Linked DNA regions of Mus musculus: regions 1, 2 and 3 are each linked to region 4. The links are chromatin contacts, called in public ChIA-PET, HiCAR-type and promoter capture Hi-C maps. All regions are on one chromosome and are shown on one strand. The core of a region is the stretch at or near the end of the contact, and the rest is flanking DNA. Distances in the headings are between cores, read along the strand shown. Region 1 holds the start of Zfp819 (zinc finger protein 819). Region 2 holds the start of Cd37 (CD37 antigen). Region 3 holds the start of Klk1b11 (kallikrein 1-related peptidase b11). Region 4 holds the start of Pold1 (polymerase (DNA directed), delta 1, catalytic subunit).

Evidence for each region. Promoter capture Hi-C pulls out the DNA fragments that hold promoters and counts their contacts. ChIA-PET counts read pairs in DNA pulled down with a chosen protein or histone mark. HiCAR-type assays count read pairs that join an accessible place to other places.
Region 1: a HiCAR-type map of embryonic stem cells shows a contact between it and region 4, with 2.3 times the contacts expected there. The contact joins the promoter of Zfp819 here to the promoter of Pold1 in region 4. A contact is called at or near these places in 1 of 484 Hi-C or Micro-C datasets (embryonic stem cells) and 1 of 115 datasets of contacts at active chromatin or transcription factors (embryonic stem cells).
Region 2: an RNA polymerase II ChIA-PET map of memory CD8 T cells shows a contact between it and region 4, with 6 read pairs. The contact joins the promoter of Cd37 here to the promoter of Pold1 in region 4. A contact is called at or near these places in 1 of 39 promoter capture datasets (liver), 1 of 115 datasets of contacts at active chromatin or transcription factors (memory CD8 T cells) and 1 of 9 other capture datasets (pancreatic islet).
Region 3: a promoter capture Hi-C map of stem cell-derived epiblast-like cells shows a contact between it and region 4, with 3 times the contacts expected there. The contact joins the promoter of Klk1b11 here to the promoter of Pold1 in region 4. A contact is called at or near these places in 1 of 39 promoter capture datasets (stem cell-derived epiblast-like cells) and 2 of 115 datasets of contacts at active chromatin or transcription factors (both in bone marrow-derived macrophages).

Annotation. Positions count from the first base shown.
Region 1 is chr7:43,605,840-43,608,621 of GRCm38.p6, forward strand. It overlaps Zfp819 (zinc finger protein 819), which reads left to right and starts at 1,330. Exons shown (of 5, transcript NM_028913.3): 1 at 1,330-1,435.
Region 2 is chr7:45,237,557-45,240,256 of GRCm38.p6, forward strand. It overlaps Cd37 (CD37 antigen), which reads right to left and starts at 1,283. Exons shown (of 8, transcript NM_007645.4): 1 at 1,104-1,283; 2 at 944-1,016. The coding sequence starts at 1,172.
Region 3 is chr7:43,994,388-43,997,164 of GRCm38.p6, forward strand. It overlaps Klk1b11 (kallikrein 1-related peptidase b11), which reads left to right and starts at 1,490. Exons shown (of 5, transcript NM_010640.2): 1 at 1,490-1,563. The coding sequence starts at 1,518.
Region 4 is chr7:44,547,394-44,550,096 of GRCm38.p6, forward strand. Pold1 (polymerase (DNA directed), delta 1, catalytic subunit) reads right to left here and starts at 1,422. Exons shown (of 27, transcript NM_011131.3): 1 at 1,362-1,422. It overlaps Nr1h2 (nuclear receptor subfamily 1, group H, member 2), which reads right to left. Exons shown (of 10, transcript NM_001285517.1): 10 at 2,223-2,703. The coding sequence ends at 2,592.

The sequences.
Region 1 (2,782 bases), core at 80-2,579, 940 kb before region 4:
CTCATAGTGGGCAAATGTTGGGTGAGTGGTAATATGATCCTTGACTTTGCAGGGCTTTCTGATCTCTTTCAGACCCTTGAATCAGGCCAAGTCATTCACTCTGTAAATTGTCCCTGCATGTCGTCCCCACATGCTGCTGCTTGGCCTCTCCCTATCCTTGTTTTCCTCCTCGCCAGCCAGTTCAACACTGTTTCTATTATGCACTGGCCGTTGTAGCTGCTGTTATTGTTGTTTGTTTATTTCTGTTTTATTTCGTTTTTAAATTCTACCTGTAAGTGAGAATAGATACTTTTCCTCAGGGAAGCATGACATGTTCCAAGGATGTGTTAATCCTGAGATTCGTCAGAGAAAAACCAATTCCAGCTTTTGGGCCAAATTTAAAGCAAGCTTCATTAAATATTAAATACTGACACAAAAATGGACTTAGGTCAGAAACATTCCCTGAAATTTCCCAGTCTCCAGCCACGTGTTGCAGGCGTTTATAAGAACAAACCTATAGGCCATGTACTTTGCCATGAGAAGGTTGATATTTTCCAAGAACTACAATTCCCAAGTCCAGTGTGATGGCGCAGGTCTTTAATCCCAGAACAGGCGGATTTCTGAGTTCGAGGCCAGCCTAGTCTACAGAGAGAGTTTCAGGACAGCCAGGGATACACAGAGAAACCCTGTCTTGGGAAAAAAAAAAAAAAAAAACCAAAACAACAACAAAAAGAACTACAATTCCCAATATTCCAAGAAGTTACCGGTCCCTGGGTAGGTGGGGCTAACATTCATTTTTGGTTCGCAAGAAGGCTCATTTCAGATCTTTAATGTTCCATATGGCTTCACTTCCCATTTCCCAATAACTCTTCCTAGTTTTCAAGTTTTAGAAAACTAGAAGAAAAGTCTTAAGTCCGTGTGAAAACATGGAGAAATTTTTTTAGGAATATGCAATATAAATGTCTCTTAAATTCGTGACTAAGGAGCCTCAGACTTTTAGTCTGTGACATTCCACATGATCCATGGATGTACGGAAATGAAGTACTCTGATGATGACTTTCGCATAATTGAAATATGGACATAGCCATAACAATATGGGAGTGGCGCGTGGGTGGTGGTAGTGGCAGAGTGTACACCGTTATAATTATTGGCAAAGAGTATCTTCGCACGTGATGGTAGGCATGCGCAACACAACTTTAGTGCTTGCAAGCGATAGGGTATATGGGCAATACCGATTTCCGCCAGAAAAGTGGCTGAGGTGAAGTTCATTTTAAGTAGGTGTGTCCTAGAGCGTCCATTTCCGCTTAGATCGTCACGTGGTTAGTTGTTATCGTTACCAGGACGCCGCGGGAGTTTGGATTCTGAACACTGGGGAATCCTCAGCGTCCACCCGGCGTGCCGCGTGCAGAGCTCTCTGAAGTGGCTGCGCAGGAAGGATGCTGGCTGCTGAGCGCTGGTTTGTGTTGAGTGATGACTGAGGCAGCTGTAGGGGGGTGCCGGTGCGTAGCTGGGGTGGGCGTCCTGTGGGGGTCGGGAGAGCAGGGTCGAGGGTGGCGTTGGAGCCGGCTACTGTGAACCTGGGACTGGTGAGTCTGTGAGGGCGACCGTGCTGCTTGCATAACTGGGAGTGTTTGCTTTAGACCATGACTGGCTGGAGTCCGGATCAGACACTGGCATGTGAGAGGCGAAAAAGTGAGTAAAGATGGAAAATGAGTGTATTCGTGGTTTTGACTTACACTGGGGCTTCAGCATCCTTGGTCTGTCCAAGCCTAAGCAGTGTCAGAATTGATAGAAGGGATGGAACGATCTTCACAGCTCGTAGCTGTGGGCTCGAGCCCGCAGAACTGGGAGAGGAGCCTTTGTTCAGGTGCTGGGGACCCGATCTTTGGGCCATTTCCCTAATATTTCCCAAAGGGGAGCTGGTGCTGAGAAAGAAAAAACATTTGGAGCTTTCTAATTACCAGAATGAATATTGGAGTCCTTGAAGGTATGTGGGTGAGTCCGTGATGGCCATGGGACCCCTATGAACATGGCAAGGATGTGTGATGGGCAGTTGAGCAGGGTGGTGCTGTAAATAAGTTTTAGGGAAAGTGATTGGTCTTCTGCAGCCCCGACAGGTTGGCCATGGTCTAGTACTCCTATTGAAAAGACTAAGCTAGTCATGGTGAAAAGCAGAGAGGAGGGGGCAGTTCAAATTAGCCTCCTTGGGCAGTACCTAGCACCCTAGCCTCCTCTTTCTAGGATCCAGCCCGTACTACCTCCTATGGTAATCGGGAGGAGACGCCACACCCTGCCAGACAGCTTTGTTATGTAAACTTCTTGACAGGCAATTCTTGATCTCTTGAATCTCCATGACTGACTGGGGTTACTTCTTCTTCTGTGGCTAGTTTGAACTTTCTCAAGCAGAAGTCTAGACTAAAGAGGTTTACTTAAGTAGCCCAAGCTGGTCTCAAACTTGGCAGCCATCCTCCTGCTTCTGCTTCCTGAATGTGTGGTGTAGCTTGGGAGTTCCCAGAAATTTAAAGGTTTTTGTTGTTGTTGTGTTTGTTTTTGTTTGTTTGTTTGTTTGTTTTTTGTCTTTTGCTTAATTGGCCGAGTAGTCAGGGGACACAGTTATATGGGATCCTATCCTTCCGAGTTCCTTCTTCTGTTTTCTCAGCAAAACCCCCTGTGGTTTCACCTCTACATTTTATTTCCCTGTTTATTTTAAAGCTGGTAGATGTATGACCTTTGTCAAGTATGCAGATTGCTGTTGGGCGAACTTGGCTGTTAGTCATCTTCTACTCTGAATATTTAAGGGGTT
Region 2 (2,700 bases), core at 33-2,532, 690 kb after region 4:
GGTGGCCTTGAACTCACAGAGATCTGCCCACCTCTGCCTCCCAAGTGTTGGGACTAAAGACATGTGCCACCATGCCCAGCTGAATCCATTTCTTAAACTTTTTGAGGGCAAAGAAATAAAGGATCGATTTCCTGGACTTTCCTTTCCTTTCCTTTCCTTTCCTTTCCTTTCCTTTCCTTTTTTCTTTTTTCTTGAGACAGAGTCTCAGGTAACTCAGGCTGGCCTCGGACTCAGTAGCCAGGGGTAACCTGGAACCTTGTGATCTTCCCACCTACACCTCCCCATGCTGGAATGTCAGGTGTGGGCCACCACATATATCCTAGAATTGTTCTGAGCGAGGTTCGAATGAAAACGCTGTTCAATTCAGCGGTCAATGTGGTGAGTCTGAGTTGCTATGGTTTTGGTGTCCCCTCCTTAAATGGTTTCCTTGTTATTATTACTTTATTTTTGCTCTTCCCCTTCCTGGCTGTGTGACACCCAGCAAAAGACTTCCCTTCTCTGAACCTCAACAAGGGAGAGTCTCTGAGTTCCAGTCCAAAATGAGACACAGGAAGTATTTGAGAAATAGCTATTATTTCTGTTATTACTGTTCCTAACCGCGACCTCATGGTGCTGTGGTTGTTTTGGAGGCAGGACCTCATTATCCAGCCTGGGCTCCAACCCACTGTGTAGTCTAGGATGGCCTGGAACTCCTGATCTCCCACCTCCTGCGTGCTGGGATGACAGGCATGACCGGCTACATCTGCTTTACACTTCCTACTTACCAGCACACATCCAGCTTACTGGCAGTGCCAGTGGGGTGCCAGTCAGAGCTGGAGCCCTACCTGGGAAGATAGTAGCTATTGAGGGCCTCCCCAGGGCGAGTGAGATATCAGGAGATGCCTTGGGGTGGGATTCTGGGTTCAAGTCCAAAGACCCTCCCCTACTGCGCAGCCCCCCTCACCCACAAAGGACACGAAGCTGGTCTTGTCAATGAGGATCCAGGTGCCGAAGCAGAAAATCAGGCCGCCTAGTACCTAGGGGAAGAGAAGAAATGAGGCTAGGGCGGATCAAGGGCCACTGTGGCCCTGGAACCCCGGCTGGGTAGCCATGAGTAGACTCACAAAGAAGAAGAGGTTGAAAACGAAGAGGAAGTACTTGATGAGGCTGAGGCAACTCTCTTGGGCGGACATCTTCGCCTAGATGGGGAATGACCCACTCGAGAAACCCAGACAGAAGAGGTGTTGGCCGCAGGGGGGAAGGGGAATAGTGGGCAAAGAAAGACAGAGACTGAGAGGCACAAAGGAAACCGGCAGAGAAAGAGGAAGTTCCGGGGGGGTGGAGCTCCACCCCGCCCTGTTCATTTAGTGACTGTCAGCGGGGGCCCTATCTTCTTCAGGGTTCCATCGAGTGCACAGCAGTACCTGAGGGTCCTTGGAATATGTGGGTGCCAGGGACACAATGGGTTCCTCGCAGGTGTCCATAGCTCAGGCAGGGCGCACAGGGGCTTCTGATGGACTTCCACTCACGTGGGTCCTGGGACTTCAAGGTTGTTTCTGCAGAGTTCAACCTCACAGACACTCTGACCTCACTGGCTACTGGCTCCGCCCCCTGCACCCTGTGATCTTCTGCTTAGCACCCATTAGCCTCGAGCCACCGCGCTGTCTCTGCCTCTCTGTCTCTGTCTCTCTGGGCCTTTGCGGTCTCTGTCCTGTGTGTCTCTTTCCCTGGGTCTCTCTCTTTGCTCTCTTTCTTCTAGAGCAGGTGCTCCGATGTGCTTGGGGGCCAGGGTTGGACCCCTGGGGAAGTGAAAGGGCTGCAGAGGAGGTGTGACAGTCCCAGGAGTGAGGAGGGCAGCGAGGCAGTGCCTGAATATCCGGTGGAGGAAGTGAACCTCAGATGGCACTTCCTACCTCTGCGGAGAAACCTGAGGGGAGGAGGCCCCAGAAAAGCCAGGCACTGGAGTGGGGGTCACTTGAGCATACCTAGCATCTTCAAAGTTTCCTATGATGTGCCCAGAAAGAAGTCCCTGACACTTGTCAAGTCCCCAGTTCCTCACAGATTTCTAATGTGGGAAGTTCCTATCACCTATCTACCCAAAGCCTAGTTCTCTGGGACAGCAGCTGCCTTCTGAGACATGTCTCATCTATTTTCTTTCTGTATGTGTATTTGTATGTGTTAGTGTGTGTGTGTGTGTGTGTGTGTGTGTGTGTGTGTGTGTGCGCGCGCGCGCCTTTGGAGGCCAGAGGACAACATTGGAAGCTGTTCATCTTTTTTTAAAAAAATTTTAACGATGTGTGTGTGTGTGTATGTCTGCGCCACATGGTGCTTATAGAGGGCAGAAGATAGATAAATTTTCGGGACTGGGCCTCTCCTGCCACAGGCTGTGCTCCAAGGCAGGTTCTGCCATCTCCAATAAGCCAAGTAAAAGAACCAAATTTCTAGAGGAAACAGAAAAAGGTTTACACACAGTGTGGTCACATTTAGAAGGGCACAAAGCGATCTGGTGATCCCCTTCAATTCATTTTTGGGGTCCCTCACTGAGACTGAGGTGTAAATAGAAGGCTAATGTTATGCATGTCTATGCAGTCCACCATGCGGTCCTACCCACCACTGACCCACCATCGTCTGGGCTTCAACCTCAACCTGTGGTCGCCCAAGCTCTTAGAGCCGTGTGAAATCCTATTCAGGGACACGCTAACCATTGGTTGGCATCTTTTC
Region 3 (2,777 bases), core at 240-2,739, 550 kb before region 4:
GAATGTACTCACAAGTGGATGGATGTGTGCTTCCTCTATCATCCTTTAGAGCAAAGAATAGTGTAGATTTCAGAAAAACTTGGACACAGAGGCCTAGGACTCAGAAGAGAACTTGGTTGCCAGTTGATCACCAGGTCCTCACTTACCCTGGATTAGGGCTAGCCTGGCTTTCTTGGAGCTTACAGGGCACACATGCATGTACCCAGGTCAAATGTGCTAATTGCCATGAGAGATGTAATAGTCTAGATGCTCAACGAGAGGGGATGGGTCTGAAACCTGCAACAGTAAGTAGGTGTCAAAGGCTGGGTATTTCCCCTTCTCTGTACCAGAACCCATGCTGACTTCTTGATGTTTTAACGTTTGAGACAAAGTCTCCCTATGTAGTTTCACTGGCCTGAGTACACTATGTGCACAGTCTAACCTGGACCTCACCAAGATCCACCAGCCCCCGATTCCTAAGTTCTGGGATCAAAGGTGTGCACTAAAATATGCAGCTGCCAAGCTGAACCCTTAATGAGGCTCCTGGAGGGAAGTGACATTTTCTGGTTGCTGTTTCTTGAGAAAGGGTCTCACATGACTCAGGCTTGGCTAAACTCAACATGTAACTCATGATCTAGGAAATGAGGAAGGGAAATGTCATAGTGACCACAACATTGTTCAGAGTGGGTGACACACCCCTGAAATAAACTGAGTTTTCATACTTTTGAATAAAAGAGTGATCAAGCCATGGTAATCTGCACCATAACTTCTATTTATTTTATTTTATTGGTTTGTTTTGAGAAAGCTGTATATATTTCCCTGACTGTCTTGAAAGTCAATATGTAGACTAGGTTGGTCTACATCACATAATACTAGAGTTTAAAATCACACAGATCCACCTGGCTCTGGCTTCAAAATGTGGTATTAAAGGTGTGAACCACTACACCCAGCTCCCAAACTTCTCATAGAAACAATAAAATCAGTGACACAGAGTTCAAAGTGCAAAAAGGCAAGAACTTTGGCTTTCTCAAAAAAATTAATTGTATATACAGTGAACTGGCAGCCGTCTCATCTATCACTGGTGAAAAAAATCTTGTTCTAACTGCTACTTTCTGGGGATAATCTTGGACTTGAGGTACAGGAACTTCCTTAGAACTGGGGGTTGGGAGTCACTTGCTCCTCCATCCTCCTTTAACACCAACTCACCATTGTCCCTGACCTTGCCATCTGGCTAAGGTCCCCGGAACTCAAACAGCTCCAGGAACAACAGGCACTGCCCAAACCAGTTTCATCCCTAGGAAGGTATCCAGGGTGAACTAGGGCCTACTGTACAGCGGGCGCAACGAGGCCCTCCAATTCCACAGCCAGGAGGGTGCAAGCAGGGAGTCCACCTCTGTCAGCAAGGGCAGGGCTTAGTCAGCATCTGGGTGGCAACAGGACAGGGGTGGGGCTGTGGGGAGAATGAGTGTATTTAAAATATCCTGAAGAGCCTCAAAAGCTCCAAGCTCACCTCCTGCAGCTCCTGGACACCTGTTACCATGTGGTTCCTGATCCTGTTCCTAGCCCTGTCCCTAGGAGGGATTGGTGAGATGAGGGAAAGGGAGGGGTCACAGCCCTAACTCTCCTGCTGCCTTTGACCCTGGCCATCCCTCTCTCCTCTCCCCTGACCCCAGCTACATCATGAACCATCACCTGCTCCTCCTTCTCTGCCCTGCACAGTGCCAGGTCCCTCACAGTCCTTGCTCTCAGGACAGATGCGGGTCCAATCCCACTTTCCAGAAATTTCTCCTCTTTCTTAGAAACCTGACCATCTCTGAGCTTCTCCAGTCTTTCTAAGTAACCCAACTTCTTACCAAACTTAGGACCTCAGATTTCCCTACAGTATATTGTTTTTCCTAGAGCCTCATAGCCCTAAGCCTGAGTCAGAGGCTTGCCTAATCCCACACTAGAGCCTTAGGCTGTCCAGCAGCTGCCAGCCTTCATCTGTGTTTGCTACATGATGACAACTGGTCCCCCAACAATGGGAGGGTCTCTTACTGAATGGAGACTTCTGTTAGGCTAAGATGACTGTCCAGCTAAACTCAAGCGAATCCTCCTGGTTCCACCTACCCAGCTCTGGGGTTACAGGCACACAGCATCTCACCTGACTTTTTCCCTGTGTTCTGGAGGGTTCAGCTCAGGTCCTAATGCTTGCATGGCCAATTGTGTAACAACCAAGCCATCTCCAGCCCAGCTCTTGGGAATAAGTTCTGAGTTAGTGTCTCATGATGTAGCCCATGCTTGTCTTCATCCATGGCAATGCCTCTGCCTCAGCCTGCTGGGTACTGAGGTTATAGAGAAGTGCAGCTATGCATGGCTTGCCAAGATATCCTGTTCCCAAATGCTGTGCCTTGGCCTGCTCTTAACACTCATGCCTCTCTCCCTACGCTGCAGGCTCCTGTCCCATCTCATCAGAGCTCCAATGCACAGCTCTAGTTCCCACTCTCTACAGGACACCCCAAAAGACCCCAATACCTAACCCTTGTACCTTACATAATTGGATCCTCCTCTCTGCCTCCCAGTGGCCTCGCTTGATCTAACAGTTTTTACTTCTGTCCAGAGGCTTTAATTCCTTTTCCACTCCTGTAGTGGGGCTGCCTAAGAGAACAATGATCCTATCCAATGCCCAGACCACTTGCCCACCTGCACAGGAGCAGAGCCTTTTCCTCACAGTCCCCCAGAATTTCCTTCTATCACTGCTTGTCCCAACCCAAACTCCTTTTTAAGGGAGTCCCACCCTCTTAGATGTCATCTCCACC
Region 4 (2,703 bases), core at 172-2,671:
ATTCAAAGCCAAGTCTGAGCTAGAAAGCCTGAGTCTCAAAAGCCAGTAGAGGTCTGGGGGTTTAACTCAGCAGGGCTCAATACTGAGTCCCACCCCAACCCCTCACTGAGGGATTCTAGGCTGTACCACTAACTACATCCTGGCTCTCTTATTCATTTTGAGACATCATCTCACCAAGCTGCCCTAGCAGGCTTAGAACATGCCATCCTCCTGCCTCCAAAGGCTGAACAATTGTTTCATGTCACCTCTCCCAGGGCTGCCAGATCCAAGGATTCCTGTACCTCTCCTGGAGGGGTGGCCCCTTAAGCTCCTCCACTCCCACAAACTGCTTCTGTCACCTCAGTCTCCCCTTTTCCCGGACAGGGATGTTCTTGGAGGCACAACGTTCCCATTCCCCTCAGGACAGTCAGACCCAGGTGCAAGCCCCACTCGCTAGAGGGATGCTCTCTGAAGCTGCAGCATCCTGCAGGACAGCTGTCTTCACTCCCACTCCCGCTGTGGTGATGGTGGCACACTAAAACAGTAACCATTCATTTTCCCCAGGGTACCTCACACACTGCCAGCTTCACACCTGGCTCCTCCCCTGGGACCCTGCAGTGACAGTTGCTCTGGGACTGTGGGATATGTCTCACCTCCCCCACCAAACACCAAACTGGGTAAGCAGACTGTCCCATCTAGTATCAATTTGCTTGTTCTATTTAGTATATAAAGCATCACATGGGGCCCGATGTGACAGCGGAATGGATATTTGAGCTTGTTGGCCAAGCTGAACAGCCTGAGTTAGATCTTAGGGAATCCACATAGCGGAAAGAGACAACGCCACAAAGTTGTCCTCAGATCTCCACGTGCGCATCATAGCGCACGCACTAAGAAAAAAAGAAAAGGCTCTAAGGCATTACTTTTCCTCCCATTCCTACTTTTTAAAAAAAATTTGGGGTTTTGAGGCAGGGTTTCTCTTGTGTATCCCTGGTTATCCTGGATCTCACTCTGTAAACTAAACTAGCCTCAAACTCGGAGATCCGCTTGTCTCTGCCTCACGAGTGCGGGGGATAAAAGTGCGCCACTATTCCCGGCTCATTCCTACTTCTTGCTGGACTTTCTGATACCGTCGCCTTGTCTCTCGAACAGCGGAACAGGCACCAACGCCCTGCACCTCCGGCCCCTCCCTCCTGGCTAGCGTGCACGCCGCTGAGCCCACACCCGGACAGTCCAGCGCACCCCAGGTCCTAAGCTCCAGGGGATCTGTCCTTTGCATTGCCAGCCTTGCTCTATCCTTCCCCCAGCTGCAGACATTCTGCGAGCACTCTGCTCGAGGCGTCAGCTGCGCGACCGAGCGCCCCATACTCTTCTTCCTTACTTACCGCCTCAAACAGCTTTTCCCGCCACAAGATACGCCGCCGTGACCCCTGAACCCTCTGCGCGCAGGCCCAGAGCTGCGGCGCGCCCGCTGGGTCCCGCCCCTAGCCCGCTTGGGCGATCAAACCACGTCCCACTCTGGAGGACCCACAACCACGCCTCTCGCAAGTGGCCCCGCCCCATGACGCTAACGGAACAAGGACACGCCCCCAGCATCCTGGCTCTTAGGGGTTTGGCCTGCGGTCCCCGAGCGCCCACTGCAGGAGCGTTAGAAGACTGCCACAGTGGATGCTACCCTGATGCTTTGCTAGAAGCAAGCTTCTTTTCTGTTTTCCTCAGAGTCCCTACACGCCCAGGTTCTTGTATAACTTCTGTTGCCCCACAAATCATTTCCTGACTTATGACACTCATGGCCAGATGCAGTCCTCAGCTTTTGAAAACCTGGCCCTAAGAAGTGTTCTTTTGGGCTGGTGAGATGGCTCAGTGGGTAAGAGCACCCGACTGCTCTTCCAAAGGTCCGGAGTTCAAATCCCAGCAACCACATGGTGGCTCACAACCACCCATAATGAGATCTGATGCCCTCTTCTGGTGTGTCTGAAGACAGCTACAGTGTACTTACATATAATAATAAAATAAATAAAATTAAAAAAAAAAAAAAAAAAAAAAAGAAGTGTTCTTTTGAGACCCTCCTCTTAAAGTTCCTCTCCTTTTCCACTGGCCTCCATCCGCCTTAGTGTCTCAAACTATGCTGTATGAAGATAACCTGTCTTCGGCGGAGCGACCCCTACCCCTGTGGCCTGAACCTAGACCAAGCGCAGTCACCTGGGCAGAGAGATGGCCCACCCTCTCCACACTGGGCTCAGGAATGGCTTGTACTCAAACTTTATTTTTGTTTTTTTATTAAATAAAAGGGGCAGAAGAGAGGGCCTGTGGTCTCCCAACTGTGGGGGGCCACCTGCCCTAACCTCTCTCCACTCAAGGTGCATGGTGTGGTAGGCTGAGGTGTAAGCGTGGGTGGGAGGGCAGCTGGGAACGGTCAGAGGCTAGGACCTGTGACCCTCACCACTCTTGGAAGACTCAATGGGTGGGGTGGGGCCTTCTAGTGCCAACTGCCGCTGAGTTTGAGGCTGAGCCCGAGGGACTGGGCCGTGACAATGTCCTCCCACCCCAGGAGGAGAGGTGAAGAGTCCATCTTCAAGAAGACACCACCAAGGCTGGGGCACTTGTGGCTGCCCCTACTCGTGCACATCCCAGATCTCGGACAGCAAGGGCGGCAGCTTCTTGTCCTGGAGTCGCAATGCAAAGACCTGCTCCGAGTGCACGGAGCTGAGGGTGCGCAGGCTCACC